Regions from separate parts of the Arachis hypogaea genome. Here region 1 is linked to region 2. The links are chromatin contacts, called in public Hi-C maps. All regions are on one chromosome and are shown on one strand. Each heading gives the region's core, a stretch centred on a gene start, on an enhancer-like site or on the middle of the called end of the contact. The rest is flanking DNA. Distances are from core to core; before and after follow the strand shown.

Evidence for each region. Hi-C and Micro-C count contacts between places; a contact is called where the count stands out from the background.
Region 1: a Hi-C map of an unstated tissue shows a contact between it and region 2, with 6 times the contacts expected there. The contact joins the promoter of LOC140177028 here to the promoter of LOC112745154 in region 2. A contact is called at or near these places in 2 of 8 Hi-C or Micro-C datasets (leaf and an unstated tissue).

What each region holds. Positions count from the first base shown.
Region 1 is chr2:60,487,884-60,490,611 of arahy.Tifrunner.gnm2.J5K5, reverse strand. LOC140177028 reads right to left here and starts at 1,313. Exons shown (of 2, transcript XM_072209230.1): 1 at 891-1,313; 2 at 320-724. The coding sequence starts at 1,313. The coding sequence ends at 320.
Region 2 is chr2:60,349,193-60,351,892 of arahy.Tifrunner.gnm2.J5K5, reverse strand. It overlaps LOC112745154 (kinesin-like protein KIN-7O), which reads left to right and starts at 1,337. Exons shown (of 33, transcript XM_025794850.3): 1 at 1,337-1,656; 2 at 1,748-1,837; 3 at 1,949-2,067. The coding sequence starts at 1,533.

The DNA of each region.
Region 1 (2,728 bases), core at 64-2,563, 140 kb before region 2:
CTCGGAACTGGGCGCATTGAAGTCTGATATGCAGCATTATAAGCACCCATAGTTAGCCAGTTATGTGCATACTCTTTAGGTCTTCTATTCTGGTAAGCTAAAGCAGCACATGCATGTCCACAAGGTAGCCCAGTCAATTGCCAGAGTCTACAACTACATGTACCTTTGCCCAAGTCCACACTGACCTTTATGGGAAGACATTGGACTTCATACACATTTCCCGCGTCATCTCCGGTTGGAAGGGGTCTCCATTTGTTGCTCTCTCTCTCTTCTCTCTTTCTAATCTACTCTGTTGGGTTGGGGCTAACCTCCCACTGTATCAAATCAAGGCCTTTTTGTTTCTTGCCATGATTCGCATGACGTAGCACCTCACTTCTTCCAACATGGTTATGATAGGTTTCCCCCTCATCTTTTTAACCTTGGCATTAAACACCTCCCAGTAATTATTGGTGTAGTTGTCCATCTTAGAATACTCACTAAAATGTGCTCTACTCCACTGTTTCGGACTAATCTTGTCCAAGTATTCCCAAGCCCCTACGTTGATCTTTTTCAGCTTATCCATTGCAGCATTGAAGTCCTGTGTCGTAGAGGCCTTATCACATGACCACATACACTTCTTCAGCTGCAAGTCACCCCATTTCTTGCGAAAGTTTTGCCATATATGCATGGCACAGAACCTGTGGTTGGCGTTTGGGTATATTTCTTGGACTGCAGGAATTAACCCCTGCAGATAACCATTAATATGAACAGCGTTCAATATTCATACTTCCAGACCCTAAACCACACTAATCAGTCTTCTACACTAAGCATCTAAACCTAGTTCACTAATGAAGCATAAAAAACTATACATAGCAGAATTAAAACACATAAAAGAATTAAAACATACATACCTTCTGCATGTCCGACATGAAGTTAAACCCGTTGGCCTGAAAATCTCCCACATCATCCTGAAGGATATCTAAAAACCACTTCCAGCTGTCCTTGTTTTCTGATTCAACAATTGCATATGCAATGGGGTAAATGTGGTTATTTTCATCCTGCCCTATAGCTGTTAATAGCTGACCCCCATAATACCCTCTAAGAAATGTTCTATCCAACCCTATGAATGGTCTACAACCACCTACAAATCCCTTCTTGCAAGCCTCAAAACATACATAGATCCTCAGAAAAATGGGATTTGAATCAGGCATTGGATTTGTGTGTATCCTAACTGTAGACCCAGGGTTAGTCTTTAGAATCTCATTAGCATAGTCGCGAAGAATTGCATACTGTGCAATCTTAGATCCCTCAATCCTCTCCTTTGCCTTCTTCATAGATTTATAAATCTTTCTCTCTGATAAGTATATCATACTCAGCTCTGAAGAACTGGTCAGCCTCTCTCACACTCAAGTTTGGCTGAAGTCTTATTCTTTCTTCTAGCTCATCAATCACCCATTTACCATTTGCTGACTTGCAGTGATTGTCCCTACTGCAAGTGTGTTCGTTGACAAAGGTCTTAACCTGATAACTTGCTGGAAATGTCCTCTTGGCACAGTATATCTGCCAAGGATAATCTTCATCATAGCATATAGTCTTTGACCTTGTAGAGTCACAGCGTGCAAAGAAAATGCTTCTTCCGATGTTTATATTAAATTTCCGGACTGCTTTCCTAAATTGAGTTAGAGTCTCAAATTTCATTCCCACTTCCAACCTCACCTGGCTAATAGGGGCATCGGCATTACTCTGAGAAAAGGCTGTGGTCTCATCAGAATCTTCATCACTAGGTATGCTATGCAAGTCCTCTGATTCATAGCAACGATACCCAGCGTTGTCATCTGAAAAATCTTCCTGATCAACTGGGACATAGAAGGTTGGAGGCTTGTCTGGATCAGGATTAGGGATGAATGATTGTCTTGTAGGAGGGGGCCTTTTTGTTGATCTTCTCCTGTTCTTTTTTGTCTGACCCTCAGCCTCATCTGAAGGATTGGTTTCATTATTCTGAGGAGTCCTGTTGGAGTCAGAAGGTGGAGCTGACTCAGGGATTTCTTTTGAAAGTGGATTTCTGTAAGGATGTGGGATGTATTGGGTGAGCTACTCTGGTGCAATATAGTCAAAGACATTGGCCTGATAGGGAATGAATTGGTCTGTATCATCAGACTGCCAAGGTTGTTGTGAAGCTTTAGATACATTGACATCATGGGGAGGGACATGTGGTTGCTGCTCTACCTCAAGTGGTGGCTGTGAAGGTTGGGAATGAGTTGATGGTGGTTCATCCGGCTGGACAGGTGTTGGAGGAGGTTGGAAAATGTTATTTGGTTCCTGTGTTGCTACAGGAGCTGGGTTGTTCTCTTGATGGGCCTGTATCATGGGCTATGGGCCAGCACTTTTTTGGGCCTACTTTTCAACTTGGACATTACCAACTATCTTATCATCGTCATCATCTTCCACTACTGCTAATCTTTTTCTTGGAGTCTTCTTTGGAGTTGGTACCCTTTTAACACAGACCTTTCTTCTCCCCTTTGATGGAGTCAATTCCTTAACCTGAACTACAACAGGCTGATCCACGGGATGCTCTGTATACAAATGAATTCTATTTCCATTCTTCATGGCTGCCTCATACATCCTAACTACATCCATATCAACCCTTAGCAGCCTCAATCCATCATGAAGCTCCTTCCCAGGTTCTAGCCAGTAAAACTCAGAAATGGACGTATAACCAATGTCCTTCAGCAAGTCAGAGATGAAAAAA
Region 2 (2,700 bases), core at 88-2,587:
AGAACGAAAAAACTAACCTCTATTTTCTTCAAAGAAACCAAAAGCTGATACAGGTGCGGCAGAGCAACAGATGATTCTTCGTTCTTTAGAGTTCTTTGGAAAAAGGAATGAAGCTCCAATACAAGAAGATGAAAGAAAATGAAAAAGCTTAAGGAAGAAAGAAGAGCGCAAAATTCACAGAGGAAGAAGAAACGAAATAGAAGAGAGAAAACGAGGAAGGGATATTTATAAGACCCAAGGGGCGAAATTGTCAAAACCCCTTCCCTCATTTAAAGAACGTACACGGTTACAAATGTAACTACATCCCACCGGTTGGCATTCTAAAATGACATCGGATTTCCGACTTGAAAATGGAGATATGAAAAACCCGATGTGATAGCTCTACCTCTCGGCACTTGTCCGACTTCATGCATACCTGAATCTGACTTAAGAAAAGATCGGACTCAAGTAGGGGCACTGTTCATACCTGGTCCAAAAGCAGAGAAAGCTCAAAAGACAGTTACCATAAACTCTACAAAGTAATAACTCTCCCCTAAAGGAGTTATAAATAACCCCTAATATCTCACATCCACTTTTAGAAGAGAGATCTCAACAACTCCTAGATAAAGGAACGGTTATCCACCATCAATAGTGAACTACTTCAACGGTGATTATTGGCTCATCACCTATAAATACACTAACACTCTCAGGTATACTTACGATCCAATACACTATAAACCTGCTTATACTCTTGTTGACTTAGGCATCAGAGTGTTTTGTAGGTACCACCCCTCATCTCCTTACAAAAAACTCGGACGACGACTACTTGACACGGGCTAAGTCGGAAACCACCTCACTAAGAGCTTGGACCTCACATTCAAGCCCAAACACAATCCAATTTCTGGTAACCCTCAAAACAAGTGTAATTATAAAGTTGATTTGGCATTTGAATTTTAGATAAGCTAATTAAATTGCGATTTTGCTTTCGTTGTAATTATGCTATTTTTGATTATTATTTAAGTTGAGAAAATATTTTATATTAAAATAGTGACTAATTTATTGTCTATTTTTATTTTTATATTATTAATTAAGTCTAAAATTGATGTTAATTGTTATTAATGTATTTGCGAAGATATAAATTTTAATTTTTTTTATTTTTTTATAATTTCGTATTTTTTTTATTTATAACTGAGTCCATCAATTCAACTAATAATTCACTAATTAAATTATTGACTAACCAATTCGATTTTAATATCTATCATTTTAAGAATATTTTTGTCATCATACAAAAAAAACAGAATATTAATAAAAAATATTTTATTTGCGAAGAATTAGAGACAATTTTAGAAATTTACCCAAACTTTAAAATTGAAAGGCGAGGGCTAGGATTCTTCAGTAAGGAATAAACCCGCCCGTTCTCTCTTCCTTACATCCTCATCTTTCTTCCTCTTGGCGCGTGCCTCTCTCTTTCTCTCTTTTTGAATTTGCAGCACACTTGAGAGCTCCGTTGCTGATTCCTTTGCCTGCATCGGAGAGGGAAGAAACACTTGAGAATGGAGAGGATTCATGTGAGTGTCCGTGCAAGACCCCTCTCCCTTGAGGATGCCAAGACTAGCCCTTGGAGAATCTCTGGCAATTCAATTTTCATTTCCAATCACTCCTCCAAGTTTGAATTTGGTGCTCCCTCCTCTCTTCATTCCATTTTCACTTTCTTTTCTTTTCTTTACTTCTCTATTTCTAACTTTTTGAATATTTTTCTGCTCCACAGATAAAATCTTTAGTGAACACTGCAAGACCGTGGAAGTATATGAAACTCGTATTAAAGAAATCGTCGCTGCTGCAGTTCGCGGATTCAATGGTTTAGGGTTTCCTCTACTCTAATTGTTTTGCATTTTAGCTTTTTAGTCTTTAGTTTTCACATTTTCTTTGTTAGTTTGCGATTTTTTAACTTGTGGTTTGTGATGTGAAGGCACCATTTTTGCTTATGGGCAAACAAATAGCGGGAAGACTCATACGATGCGGGGCTCAAAAACAGAGCCAGGAGTGATTCCTCAAGCTGTGCATGATTTGTTTCGGATGATTCAAAAGGTTAGCGGTCTGCTCCTCATTGAGTCAGGTTATGTTGCTTGTGCACATTAGATGTGCAAATTATACTAAGTGGTTACCTTGTTAGAATATAGTTGCATGTTGAAATTTTGTTATAGGTAAGCATTTATGGGTAGTGCAGTAAATTTTGTTATATGCTGAAAAGCTTACATTTGGAGACTGCTTTGGCGACTAAGTCTGCTGACCGTTCTTTTGAGGGAACGTGAGCATTTAGAAGCTTAACCTGCATCACTTTCTCTCAAACAAAGAACAAGATTACCTCCATGTGTTTTGTCGTGGAGTGTAAAACCTGTTTGTGAAACATGACAGTGCTGAGGACCTGAGGTTATAATAGATTCATGGTACACAACCAGCCTGATTGTAGGAACTTTTGGCTCTTCCTGCAGTGATTGCCCCTACATAATATCAGCTGTTAGATCAATTAGGCTTCTGAATTCAGCCTCTATGCTACTAGAACTTGCCACATGGAGTTGTTTCTTGGTCCACAAAGAGATGAGAAATTGGTCCAAGAAAGACAAGCTCCTAAAGTTGACCTATGATCGTCAACATCTGATGCTCAATTAGCATCACAATAACCTTTTAGGTGGTTAGGCCCAAATTCTCCGTGGCAGGTTT